Regions from separate parts of the Sus scrofa genome. Here all the other regions are linked to region 1. A link is a contact called in public HiChIP or PLAC-seq data. All regions are on one chromosome and are shown on one strand. The core of a region is the stretch at or near the end of the contact, and the rest is flanking DNA. Distances in the headings are between cores, read along the strand shown. Region 1 overlaps NRP1 (neuropilin-1). Region 2 overlaps LOC110255705 (a long non-coding RNA gene). Region 3 overlaps LOC106505187 (a long non-coding RNA gene).

Region 1 (4,691 bases), core at 1,278-3,777:
CACTCCTTGAGCTTAGCTTTGAAAAGGACAAGAGAAGCCTTCCTCCTGTTTTCAATGACCTGACTGATAAAATCTCTACACATTTTTCAAGTCTACCTGGCTGGCGGATTGGAGAGACGGGCCTGGAAACTTCCAGAACAGCATCTGTGTCGGGAAGAACTCCCCTCAGGGACCGCTTGGGCACTGCCTCAGCTGCGCATGCGTCCTGACGCCCCACGTTGGACGGTGGCCGGCGAGGATTTCAGAAGCGCGGTACCTGCCACCGGGCCTCCTGGAGTCCCATACTGACTACCTGCCTTCCCTCAGGGTTGCTGCCGTGTCCCTCCGCCACGTGAGCTGAGCCAAGTCCAAGGCAGGCGACATTTCCATGCAAAAAAGCAGGACTAGTAGGGCTGGACTAGGAAGAGCCATTGCCTGCTTCCCACTTGGGCTCCGCCCTTGGGGTCCGCATGTCAGGGACGCATGCGCGGCAGCCCTACCTAGGTAGGCTGGAAAACCTGTTGAGCTCCCCTGTCCTAAGACTACGTTCAGGATCTTTCCTTCAGCCTGAAGTTAGCAGTTAGGCAGAAGAGGGCTGACCTTTGGAGGAGCAGGTTTCATAAAATAAATAAACTGGATGACGGCATATAAAAGTTACAAACTTCCTTAGGATGCCATATGCGAGCAACTTGTAAACAGCCCATAAATATCACCTGCTGGGCACGAAGCAAGGTGGCTGATGCAGAATTCTGCACGAACACATTTTCTGCAACAGGGAGCATCTGGTAAGGACAATTTAGACTCTGGTTGGCACACGAGGACAGTGATAAAACCTGTTACGACTGACTTGTGTCTGCAGTTGTGGATCGTGAGTCGCTCTCCCTGGGTGTGGATATAGAGCCGTCTAGTGTGATCCAGGGGTCGCTTGGGGGCTGAGTGGTGCCAGCAGTGGGATTGGAAAAGGAGCGCAGCATTTGGCGGGGACTCCCACATCACAAGTGGGATTTCACCAGCCACCACCACCGCCCAGTTTTTGCAGCAGGAAAAACTGAACCTTTCATAGTAGTGTCAGATTTTTGAGCCATTTTCTTTTCTTCTCGCTTTTTTTTTTTTTTTTTTTTTCAATTTTCTTTTTACAGCTGAAGATGGAAGTTCCCCGGCTAGGGCTCTAATCAGGCTGCAGCTGCAGACCTATGCCACAGCCACACCAGTGCCGGATCTTTAACCACTGAGCAAGGCCAGAGATCAAACCACATCATTATGAACACTATGTCCGGTTCTTAACCCACTGAGCCACACTGGAAACTCCTTTAAAAAATTTTAGTCATTTTTTAAAGGTTCACATCTATGTCGCGCTTAGAGAACAGCATGTAGAAAAAAAGCATTGTGAATAGCGACTGTGACCTCTACCCACGCTTGTCTTCGGTCTCCTAAATATAAATTCCAGAATACTTTATTCTACAAAGGATTCAGTTTCTTCCATAGAAAATAATAATGAGAAGGATGAATGAAGTTTGGTGGTCTTTTCTCCCGAACACACTTAGCACAGAATCTTCACGTAGAAAAAATACTTCCAATTTCTCCAAAGTGGAGAATAATTATGACAAGAGAAACAGAACTGAAGAAAAGGTGGGCTAATGGGTTTTTTTTCCCTACAAACATGTACACAAGGTAGACATATTTTAGTGCCATTCTCTCCCCTCCTCCCAGCACAAACCTTTCCAATTATACTTTTAATCAAGAATTCCTTCTTATGTTGTGACTTCCTGCCCCTCTGGGTTCCTATGATATACAGTTTCCATCCTGGTCTCATCCTGTTTGGCCCCTTTGCGTAAAAGCTAAGGAGCCTGGCCCAGGGCCTGCCAGGGCTTTTCAAAGCCCCAGCAGTCTGTAAACAGGAAAGATTTCCTCTCAGGCGGAGGGCCCCTCCTTGATCAAAAGATGGCTCTGGGATAAGGACTTCCCCCCAATTTTCAGCCATTAGCACTTTGAGATCAGATGCCCTCATGGAGGGCACATCGCTAGCCATCCATGGCAGAGGGGCCGGGCATCCTGCCAGAAGTCCGAGGGCCACACAGAAAATGCAGGAAGAAACATTTGCAGCTGCTCCGTCTGTTCAGGAGGAGGGAGGGGCTGGAGAAACATAAATATCTCCTCTGCGCAATGGCCCCGGCTACTTGACAGCCAGGGAGGGCAAGCTGATCAGACTTCAGTGCAAGGAAGGGGGACAGGGGAGCTCCCCAAATTTGGAAATCATCACTCCACACAAAAAGGCTGCTTTTATCCCCATGGTTAGTAAGTGGCTGGAGGCCACTTTAAAACTGTTTTTGAGAAAAGGGAGCATAGCCAATGACATTAGCTGGAGATATGTGTAAAAGTTCTGGTTATGCCTGTCTTAGAGTCAACTTTCTTGCTTTAGAGCCACAGTTCCCGTTAGCAAAGCTGACGAGATCTTTCTCCAAGGCGGCTCAGTTTCTCTCTATCATTTCAGCAGCATCTATCAAATTCGGGCAAAATCTGCCCCTCAGCAGTCAGCATATTTTGCATTCCTTTCTAGTTAATCACACCATCAGTGAACCTCAGTGTCTATGGGTGAAATGCCACGGAAGCCCAATCAAGCCATCCTGCATCTTTTTTCTAAGTTGGGCCAACAGATCAAAGTCTGTGCCAAAACAAACAAATAAACAAACATTTTTAAAAGACCTGCTTTCCAGCACTGGTCTTATCTAGAAAGCTCCTTCTTTTTAATTACCTGACAAGGGAAAGGAGGGCTTTGAGTTCTTATCCACCCTTCTCTGTGACTCTCGGCGGGCACTGCCAGACTGCCTGGTTTCATTTGCTTTCTCCTTATTTGGATAATCTCCATTTTCTGAAAGATTCCAAACTTGCAAATCCCAGAGGAGGATGAGACCATTGTTGGCCTCTCCCTTCCACGCTCAACTCCACGTTTAAACTCTACCTTATTTCTTTCCAACTGACAGTGATCATTATACTGTAGAGAAGGGATGAGGCCAAACTTTGGCAAGGTGAAAGGGTTTCACTACATGTAAGTCGGGTTTCAGTTTCAGATCTTCTAAGTCAGAGGCTGGTGGTTAATAAAGAAGAAGTCAATGTGAAATGTGATGGAGGTGATGAGAGGAAAATGAAAGTCTGCCCACACAGAACAGAAGTGAGCAACGACTTAGAAAACACCGCCCTCAACCGTTGGCCATAGCCTTCACCATCGTAAACAGTAAATCATCTGTTTATAAGTCCTGCCTCCCCCATTCGCTGTAACCCCATCCAAGGACAACAAACAAGGCATTCTTGATCATTCTGTGTCTGATCCTCACTAGTGATACCGGCATATGATATACGTGCCTCCCCCCAGTTTTGTTTTTGTTTTTGTTTTTTTTTAAACTAAATACTGGCCTGGGGAAGAAATACTGGCCTGGGGATGAAAAAGAAGAAATGAAATTTTTTTTCCCCAAATTTTGAGAATCTGTTTTTCCATCAAGATATAAATGGGGGATTTAACCAAATCACATGACGGAACAAACATTTCCTGTGTGATATTCAGCCGTTCTTGGGAAATAACTAAATGAAATTTGGTTAACACATAAACCAAGGTCGAAGAGAAAATAACTGAAACATATTATAATCATTAGTTTAGGAATAGACCGAGACATTTTCATTAAATACTTTCCATTTTTGGCCTCCATTCCTTTTTCTTTCACTGATTTGCTTTTCTTTATTTGAATAGAATTCCTACCCCCAGAAATACTGTATCATCACTACCAAAAAAAAAAAAAAAAAAAAGAGAGAGAGAGACAGAAAGCTAAGAGAGTGGAAAAGAAAACAAACACCACATAAGAGACCTTGGTAACATTTTCTTCTCCTCTGATGTTCTCGGTCAGCCACTTATGTCCTGCTCCAATTATTATTATTTAAAATTTTTAAAAATTTTAGTACAGTGAATTTACAATGTCATGTTAGTTTCAGGTGCACAGCAACGTATTTCAGTTACACATACACACACACACACAGGTTCTTTTTCAGATTCTTTTCCATTATAGGTTATTACAAGATATTGAGTCGAGTTCTCTATGCTGTACAGTAGATCCTTGTTGTTTACCTATTCTATTCCAGCGGTGTATATATGCTAATCCCAAACTCCTAATTTATTCCCCCCCCCCGCAAGCCTCCAATTTTGCCTCACTGGTCCCTTTACTCTTCAGCACCTACTCTACCATGACTGTTCCCTACCAGCCATCCCAAGTGCCGTTATCCAATGCAAACTTAGTTTCAAGATAAGCTGTGTCTTTCATTGCTCTGGGGAATGGAATGAAACAACTCCATCTAAACCAACAGCCATATGGTTGGCATTCAATCTGCTCATCTCCTTTTATTTGGGGACCTATTCGGTCTAGGCCTGAATCTTTTCAGAAATGCACAGCACCGCCCACAGATGGCATCGGGCCACTGCTTGAAAGCTGCTGGAGGAGGGAAGCTGACCGCTCTACAAGATGGTCCCTCATCAGCGTAGAAAGTGAGTAGAAAACCATATGCCTCGAGTGTAAGCAATGTAACCCCAAAAGGCGGAAGCATCCATACAACCAGACTGACTTTAATGTAAACAGTCGAATCAGTTCTTTGTAACTGAAGCGTGATCTGCTACAGAACCACAGGCACCATAATGGTGTGTCCGCCAGGCCACAGTTGAGCACCACATG
Region 2 (4,691 bases), core at 1,613-4,112, 370 kb after region 1:
GATCCAAACTATCAATAAAAAATTATCAAATAGATGATCAGCCTTATACCTCTTTCTGTGTTATACAGGTCTGCTCAACTCTTCAGCAAGGACATGATTCCTGATCTATAGAATCTAGTTATTGGCCTATGTCTCTATTACAAAAGCGTTGAGAAGACCTCACCTCGCCTCTTCCCGAGAGTATTTGGGAGAGTAATGTGTGCATGCAGTTCCCTCTGAATATCTCTGGTATCCCAGGAATTTAAACGTTAGGGATGTTGACAGGGGCTGACATTTCCCATACGATGGTCTGGAAGGAGCTTGGTCCTGTGAAACAGACAGGCTGATCTTGAAATAAAGTTCACGGAGTCTGCTGAAGGGAAAAATCTCAGAAGCCAAGTATTATCAGGTCACGGGAATAACTGCAAGGCCCACCATGAGCAGTCAAAAAATCGGAGGGCTTGCTCTAAAGGTAAAACACATTTCCCTTCACAAAATGAGTAAAATTCACAGAATAAAATCAGAGAAGTCGGTTTTCTTTTCTTTCACATTCTCTCCCTTCATCGTGTAAAAATGTAGCTCTTCTCCCTCTCGTCCTTCCTGCTACGCATTTTATTAATTATCTTCCTATAGATTAATTATTAAAAACATTCTAATCACGAAGTTAATTAAAATTTAATTCTCACATCATATGAATGATGAGATAACACAAGCTTAGAAGGTTCAAGAAGACACAGAACACTGAGTTCCAGTATGTTGCACAATGCCCAGCACCTAGTAAGTACTCGCTAAACACTTCAGTAAATGGACAAACAAAGGCACTGAAGAAAGTGGACATGGGCATGGGTTGAGAATTAAAGAAGATAACTGTTCCTGCACAGAGAAGGTATTCCATATTTCCTCTTTTTCTTCCCTCCACAAAACAGCTAGAGAAATCGCTCTCTATTCCAGCCTCTCACTCAGTTTTTACAAATAGCAGGTGAGGAATTTCACTTCCTTACTGCGTTGGTCCACCAACAATGTCCAAGTCAGCAGGCAAGGCCCAAGATGCCCATGAGGGGAGTTGGAACTCACTCATTATTAATCCAGGTAGTGCCCCACCCTGCCTTAGCTCCAGAAGCCCCTGGATGGTTTTAGCAAACGCCCACTCTAGAAAGGATGGGTTCCAGAGAATCTTCCCCTCAAACAGTGAGTTGTCTTGCTGAGCCCTGCTCTGTGCTCCAGCCCATGGCTGCCCTTGGCCAGAGGGAAATCCAAAGAAAGGATCCAGTTCTTGATTACGGAGCAACAAAAGCCTAGCAACAGAGGAATGGGGGGGTAATTCCAGATTGCTCTACACTTTTTATTCTAATGACAAAGTGAGATCTTCCTGGGATGATCTGAGTATAATCCTTGCCTAAGATATGGCAGCAAACTTCAGACATCTTGGAGTTTCCACTATGGCTCAGCAGGCTAAGAACCCTGCTAATATCCATGAGGATGAGGGTTCGATCCCTAGCCCTGCTCAGTGAGTTAAGGATCTGGCATTGTCGCAACCTGCAGCATAGGTAGCAGATGTGGCTCAGATCCTCTGTTGCCATGGCTGTGGTGAGCCCTCAGCTGCAGCTCCTATTCGACCCCTAGCCCATTGGAATTTCCATATGCCACACATGTGGCCCTAAAAACAAAAAAACCCTTCAGAACCTCTTGAGTTCTTTCCATCCCTAGAAATCTTTGAACAATTCTAAAGTGCTCACATATTGACTAAGAGAAAAAAAAATTCCTGTGCTCAAGGGCCCACTTCGTTCCTCCACTGAGAAGCTTTCCCAGATGGTAGAGCACATATTAGCACCTAGGATGAGTGAGTACAGTCTGGCCAAAGAAAAACACGGCTGAGTAAACTTACATATCAAGCTCCTTAGAACATCTCATAGCAACTCTCATCATTTTTCTCACATAAAATGGCAATACCAACTCGGTTAAGTTTTACTTAAGTAAATGTTTGGAAATTCCTTAAAAAGTAAACACAGAAGACCAGAATTTTTTATTCTAACCTTGGATCACTAAAGGATTAAAGAGAAATGGAATGATTATTATAACAATTTTGTTATTTTCATATGAAGTTTTAATTTTGTTTTTTCATTAGTGGGAGTTCCCATTGTTTCATTAGTGGGAGTTCCCATTGTGGCTCATTGGGTTAATAACCCAACATAGTCCCCCTGAGGATGCAGGTTCTATCCTTGGCCTCGCTCAGTGGGTTAAGGATCCGGCATTGCCGCAGGCTGCAGCAGAGGTTGCAGATGCGTCTCAGATCCATGGTTGCCGTGGTTGTGGCGTAGGCCTGCAGTTGCATTTCCCTTTCAACCCCTAGCCTGGAAACTTCCATATGCTGAAGGTGCAGCTGTAAAAAGAAAAGAAAAAAAATAAAGTTTCACTGGTGTCATCCATATTTATAGATAGGTGTATAATTCATTTTATACGCATATATATGTGCACATTCCTAATGGAAACTTTGTTATTAAATTCAAGGATCATGATAAACTTATGTAATGTCCCTCTATAAGAGCCTTTTCTGACACCAACTGTTTATGTTGAAGTTCTTTCTGGCACCACCCACCGGCAGCTAACACAGACCTACAAATAAAGTCAGAGTGCACAGACGGTCCTACTTCAGATGCTAGCCAGAAGCAGTGTCCCCAAGCCACACGCACTCTTGTCCAACTGGCTCCAAAACCAGGGGCTTTCCATGATGTGTCAGGCTTGAGAAATTCACTAGAACAGCACGCAGAAGTCAGAAAATCTCTATCCTTACAATTGCCGTTTTATCATAAAGAACACACAGCAGGCCCAGTCAAATGAAGACACTCATGACGCAAGATCTGAGTCTTGAATGCAGAGCTTCCATGCCCTCTGCCTGTGGAATTGGGTGCATCACCCTCCTGATACACTGATGTCTCACCAACCAGGAAACTTAGGAAGGTCCAGAGTTTTTACTAAGGTGTCATTGTGTAGGCATGGAACTCAATCTGTATCCCCACTTCCCTCCCTGGGAGTCAGGCTACCTCAGAACCCAACTGTCTCATCACTTGGTTGATCTTTCTGATGACCACCCCTTACCCTGAGCCATCTCATTGGCATGAACTCAGGGACCCAAGGAAGTCATGAATAACAAAGATACTCCTACCTTGCAGAATTCTAGGGGTGTCAGGAACACAGGACAAAGACCAGGCAACCTCTCAACTCTACTATAAAGCCCCATGGCACAAAACCGAGTGCACTCAGGTAAAACAATTCTATACATAGCCAGGCTGTTTTGGTCCAGGTACATGGCTTTTTTAGGGAATTTTAATGCATCTACAAGGATGAAATGACTCATCCTCCCAGCTGTGCTTCACAATTGTGAATTCCTTCGGCTCTATCTTTAAATTTTATATAGGTAATTAAGAGCCCTAAAAAGCTGTAGGAACCTGGCAGCCATTATCATAACCATGTAACCCAACCTTACCTTACCAATTATAGGACCATGGATGTCACACGTCTCCTCATATGATGCACTAAGAAGGATACAGCTTCACTTTTGTAGTATTACTATCAAAAACTGAGAACGTGAACCTGTTTATGAGGGAACATTCGATACACATGCGTTGAGAAGTGGTTTACAAACCAACAGACCTGTATTCGTTGAAAAGAGCAAAGTCAAGACAAACAAAGACAGAGTGAGGGATGGTTCCAGGAAAAGGAAACTAAAGAGACATGACAGCTAAATGGAATCCACTGCTCTAAGTGGGATCCAGGACACGGAACAAAGAGGACATTATCAGGGCAGCTGATACAAATGTTATGGATCATAGGTCCAATAGTAGGGTTACATCAATGCTGTATTTTCTGGTTTTGACAACTGCGTTGTGTACAAAGAGGGCCTCGGGTAAGCGACCTTCCTTGTCTTTAGAAAATGTACACCCACTCACTGTGGTGGTGTGTCTGTACTTCACTCTCCAAAGATCCCACATGAGAAATGGAAGAGGGGGTGGTAGTAAATGATAAAGCAAATGGGGTAAAATGTGAACAATAAGTGATATTCTTGGCAAAGGGTATGTAGAAAGTCTTTGGACCACATCTGTATCTTTTCATTAAGTATAAATGATATCAACATATAGTTCAAAACACTTCCAAACATGCTTCAAAAAGTCAATGTATGAAGAGGGAAGAAATGTGTAGTGTTGCAAAGAAAATACAAAACTAGCTTGAAAGAAACACGGACAGGTGCTGTGATATGTGCCTGCTCCTTGTTCTAACTTTGGAGATCTTGGCAGAATGGTGTTCTCATTGATAATTATTACTATTAAGATGTTTTTTAAACCATTTTTTTCCAGCTTTAATCTCTGTTTTCCTCATTCTTACTGAATGGGGAATTATTTTTCTTTCTTTCTTTTCTTTTTGCATTTAGCATGTACATAGTTCTGTGCTTTGCACCACAGGAAGCACAACAATGAACAAAGCATGCTCCCCACTCAATGAGCTTACAGTTTTATAGGGCAGACAGGTCCTCTCATATTCAACTGTCTACATTTGATAATAATAGAAACCTAAAAGTGATACAAAGTGCTGTAAAACACACAGGTCTAGGTCCTGCTGAGATTTGCGATGAGAAGAACTGGTAAGGGGAGAAAAAGGCGGAAAGCCATCCCCAGGCATCTGATCTCCCCCAGACCCTATCATGACCCCTTAATACA
Region 3 (4,691 bases), core at 1,334-3,833, 270 kb after region 1:
GAGTTGATGGCCAGTAGTCACTTCAGGCCATTTCCCAAGTATTTAACATTTGACTGATGTGTCAACAACAGTTAATCCAAAGGCCTCCTTCCGATGAGAACTTTAGCCCCACAGCGTGGGCAAATATCTCCAGTCATGCCTGCTTCTCGGCTGCATTTGCTTTTGGCCTCTCTCTGTGACTCTAGACCTCTAGGCAGTGCCTCCCCGTGAGGGAGACTCTGAGCTTGCCCTGGAGCAGGGCGTGTTCTTGGAGGTAAAGCCTGGAAGCTACTCAGGGCTGCTCTGCTCCCTTGGACCTCTCCCTGGGAACACGGGTGATCAAATGAACCGATCCAATGCGAACCTGAATATGCACTGAGTTTCTAGGATCAAGAATCAAATGTGAATTTCCTCCTTCTTCTTTGACTTGCACTAAGGTTTTCCTTTCCTTTGTTTTTCTCAAAGCAGGAGGAAGCAGCGAGGGAGAGGGACAGTCCTGAGGCCAGAGGACAGGGCCTTCTTTCTAATATTGTTTTTATTGATGAATAGCCATCTCACTCCCTCCGTTTCCTGGCTCTCTCCCCGGCTGCAGTGCACTCAATTATATTTTCTGGATTGTGTGCTACAGGGATCATTCTGCCTTATTCTTTTCGAAATTGGTTGGAATTTCAAACAAAGGGGAATGTGTTTTTAAGGAGGAAACAGGGGGAGTGAAAACTGCCCTGTCTTTCTGGCTGCAGACAAACGACTATTTGGTGAGCTTGCAAAATCTGCCGGGCTGCTGCCTGTGTTTGTTTCTCCAGCACCAAGAAGAAGACCTCGCTCCAAGGAACAGCACCCCCAGGTACTCCGAGGACAGCGGCTCTGTGTGGCCCTGTGTGCGGGGCAGACCGGGCTTCCGTGGTTCTTCTATGCCAGAACAACTCAGCAGAAAAAAAAAAAAAAAAAAAAAAAAGTCAAACCAATCCACCAGTGCCCACATGGCAAGGAGGCTATAGTGGATTCATGCCATCTTCACAGGGAAGAATGGATTAGGAGCCAAGCGAACAAGGTTTAATTTTTAGCTCCGCCACTTGCTACCTGTAGGTCATGAAATACATCTTTAGCATCCCTCCAAGGCTTCGTCTGCTAAGCAGTGGAATAAGGCTGAGAACGTGGGAGCTGTTGGGAGGATGGGGTGAAGTGTCGCTGGGGAAACACTCATCTTAATTGTGAGTGTTAAGGCTATAGAACCAGTTGATCTATGTAATAGGAACGTAGTGTGGCCTGAAGACATTGTCCCCCCTGCCCATCCCACAAAAGGGAAGGCACCCTGTCCAGCCCCCACGCCCAAGGGGAGAAGAAAGCACACGAAAGTGGGTGACTGGATCATTGTGTGGCCCTTCCTAACTCTGAAGGAAACCGCACGTTTCCTGTATTATTTTGTAGACGCTGTAGAATCCTTGTGGGCTCCAACTGGAGTGAGGGCAGCAATCTGTGTTTCTCAGTGATGCAATCCCTCTGCAAGGAACCATCTCTCTTACGCACAGAGCTGCCCGCAAGGCCTCTTACATGGGGTCCCATCAGGCCTCTCCTTTTCTGGTGAAGAGGAAGTAGCTGCATGATTTATGGGAACATGGAGTATGATTCACTTGCTGGTGCATCAGCTTCTGGCAAAGACGTCTTAGCTTTCATAACCACTAGCTAAGGATTTCTGAACTGAATCTCCCAGGCCTTAACCTGCTGGTTACCTGAGGGATTAGGTCTACACACAAGGCCGAGTGGCCCCATCCAAAATTAGATATACCGTGGGGATTCCCAGTGGCAGTTTCTTAAATTTTCAAATAAAGCCCCACTTTTCTGTAGTGGAGTCCTTTTATGTTTTCTTGTTTCTGAATGCTCCTTTGAAACCAAAGGTATTGATATATTCTACCCTGCGGGGAAATCAATAAAAACTTTAATCACAAAATTAAATAAAAACCAAAGCTACTGACATTACATGGTAGCGCTCACTGAAGCAACAACTTCAAGTTTTATGGTTCTCCCGCGGCTGGACTTATTATTTGCAGGAAAATCAATATCATCTTTAGAGTAATTTGGGATGCATCTTGTCATCACAGAAAACAAGTTCCTGGTAGACTTTACTAAAAAGTTGTGAATGAGGCCTCAGAAACTGCCCATCCAGACACGGATTAGCCCCTGACAGCAGGAAAACATACAACTAGGGTGGCTCCCAGTGAGGTCTCCAGCTGTGTCTCAAAGCACAGCTTCCAGGGCTCTGAACCACCTTCTACAAACACACTCTGCTGCTCCTGCCGATGGGTCCCAGGCCTTTCCTGCAATGATTAAAAGCTTGGGGGAGAACATGAGTTAAAACGTCCTTAGACATGCCGCACAGGCTTCAGAGAACGTACAGTAATAGCACCCATTTGTCACAGGACCTTAGTGATATTCGGTAAAGAAAGGTCCTATTTCATGTTTGGGAAAAAAAAAAAAAAAAAAAAAAGAAGAAGAAAGATTTTGCAAGTCGCAGGATCATCAGAATTGGATGGAACCTTAAGAGGCATCTTCTTAAGTACAACTTCTCCTTAATGCAGGGACCTGCCACATTTATCCACCCCTCTTCACTGTCATGTGTCTGGTCTCATCACGTGGCGGTGGCGGCGATGCAGATCCAGAAACATGTATCTCTATACAACCTTTTATCTTCATGAGCCACACGCTTCCCAGTTCTAATGAATTATTAGGCTGCAAGCTTGTTCTTCTCCCCATAATACTGTCTGTGTGGTAAGCCACAGAGCGTAAAGTGAAACCATTGGCAGCCTGTACCATCAAGAGCTTCCCAGACAGCGATGTGGCAACACACTTTCAATGAACTTTCGGAGAACCCTGAGTTGCTGCAAAGGTTTATTGGAGTCTCACTCAATAGGCCTTCCTCCCCGGTGCTCTTGTGTTGCCGCTTCAAAAATCCCTTTTTTTCAGGGCTTGAGATCGCTCACTCAGAATAAAAAGCAGAACCAGAGAATGCAGCCCGATTAGTACATGACAGGAGCCAGATGGATTAGACATGGATGTTATGAAAGCCAGGAAATGAAAACCAAAAAGATTTTGCAAGGGTGAGACCAGTCACAAAGCTAGCCAAGGTCAGAGCTTACGGGCCTGGAGTCACCAACCTTGAACCAGCAGAGCGGGGCTTACAATCCAGACACTGGGCATAAGAACCATTTCCCAGAGGAAGAGGCAAAATCTATGGCTGGATGACACCAGTTGTGGGAGGCAGAAGGGCTCTTCACAGGAGCTGACTGTGACTCAAGAAGGTGCTTAAGATCTAGGATGGGGCACCTCCTATCAGGTCAGGGAGCCCGCTCCAGGTAGTAAGAACAAAAAAACCAAGGGTCAGGCAGACACTTACTGGCTTCAGTGTCAGCTCCCTAGGTCATCACCCTTCAGTTCTAAAGTTCTTCTCTTTTGGAGCAACTTTGCTGATGAAACAACAAAGGGCCTCTTCATGATACTTTTGTAAAGGCATTTTGTTCTAGAAGGTTCTTACGTGCGTAGCCCACGCCTTCATCTTTTTTGACCAAAGATCCCCCAGCAAGCCTACCCAGTGCCCCCCACCCCAGCCCCTTCTCCAATCCACACTCCCCAGCTGAACTGCCCTGTTGCATGCTAAATGCAAACCACCAACAAAAAACCGGGTGTATTTCTATCACTGAGCCTAATAAATTGCATCAGAAAGGTTACACCAGAGGAAATGTTCAATATCGATCATATTGGACAGAAAGATGGTCATTTCATAGGGTTCCAACGAATGATTATCTATTTCTGTGACTATTTGCTCAGCCAGACCATGAGCAAGGAGTTTGTTTGCTTTTCTGCTGGTATAATCAGACTTTAATATAGCCTGGCACATCATTGGTCTCTGTCAATGGCGATGGATGAATGATTGAGTTGAGCCCGAGCTTTGGGACCCAGGTCTTCTTCTTGGGGAGACTGCTGGGGCCGCGTATCTGACAATAAAGTTATGTGACCTAGAAACAACCCCTCCATCTGACAGAACTATAAACAGTACACATTTCTCTGGATAATCTATTTCCTCAATAAAAGCAGGACTACAGCGACAGATAAACACTATTTTATGCCCCAGTCCAGTGATTTTTTTTTTTTCCTCCCAGGTTAGCACATCGTCCAGCACCTCGAGGGATGGGAGTCAGGCCAGGCCTTGTTCTTCTGTCTGGGATTTACATACGGGTGGCTGATGACAAAGGCCCAGGCACATCAGCTGAAGATAGTGGCTTTAAACATTTTGTTCAGCATCACACCGGGCCAGTCTGGCTCCTGGGTAGACACTGACACCCTTCTCTAAGTGTTGGCCGCAGTGAACCCACAAGGTGCTATTTCTCTGGCCACAGCTAGTTGAATGTTTGTGATTAGCTCGCCTTAATCCCTAACTTGCAAAATTTCCGAGGAATCTTGTGGAGACTTTCTTCCTGATTAGGTTCAGACTTTTTCCAGGATCAGAGGATGGTCTCCTTCCAAAGACACATAGCATAGTTTCAAGTACAAACTTGTGAGCAAGGCGACATTACCTCAAAGCCAAGACCAGGAACTTCCAGGAAAAAGATGGAGGAGAGGAGTTCCCGTCGTGGCGCAGTGGTTAACGAATCCGACTAGGAACCATGAGGTTGCGGGTTCGGTCCCTGCCCTTGCTCAGTGGGTTAAGGATCTGGCGT

The links. HiChIP or PLAC-seq counts read pairs in DNA pulled down with a chosen protein or histone mark.
Region 2: an H3K27ac HiChIP or PLAC-seq map of alveolar macrophages shows a contact between it and region 1. The contact joins two enhancer-like sites. A contact is called at or near these places in 2 of 2 datasets of contacts at active chromatin or transcription factors (alveolar macrophages and skeletal muscle).
Region 3: an H3K27ac HiChIP or PLAC-seq map of alveolar macrophages shows a contact between it and region 1. The contact joins two enhancer-like sites. A contact is called at or near these places in 1 of 47 Hi-C or Micro-C datasets (liver) and 1 of 2 datasets of contacts at active chromatin or transcription factors (alveolar macrophages).

The regions. Positions count from the first base shown.
Region 1 is chr10:56,397,979-56,402,669 of Sscrofa11.1, forward strand. All of the region lies in intron 3 of NRP1 (neuropilin-1), which reads right to left. Among named protein-coding and RNA genes, the nearest start is that of NRP1, 31 kb to the right of the region's middle. Within about 2 kb of position 2,528, at least 38 of the 83 cell types and tissues checked have an H3K27ac peak or open chromatin away from gene starts, as enhancers often do. A contact at or near this core is called in alveolar macrophages and liver, where this site is marked.
Region 2 is chr10:56,771,384-56,776,074 of Sscrofa11.1, forward strand. LOC110255705 (a long non-coding RNA gene) reads left to right here. Exons shown (of 2, transcript XR_002336405.1): 2 at 1-34. Among named protein-coding and RNA genes, the nearest start is that of NRP1, 340 kb to the left of the region's middle. Within about 2 kb of position 2,863, at least 5 of the 83 cell types and tissues checked have an H3K27ac peak or open chromatin away from gene starts, as enhancers often do. A contact at or near this core is called in alveolar macrophages, where this site is marked.
Region 3 is chr10:56,669,643-56,674,333 of Sscrofa11.1, forward strand. LOC106505187 (a long non-coding RNA gene) reads left to right here. Exons shown (of 2, transcript XR_001299347.2): 2 at 1-916. Among named protein-coding and RNA genes, the nearest start is that of NRP1, 240 kb to the left of the region's middle. Within about 2 kb of position 2,584, at least 26 of the 83 cell types and tissues checked have an H3K27ac peak or open chromatin away from gene starts, as enhancers often do. A contact at or near this core is called in alveolar macrophages and liver, where this site is marked.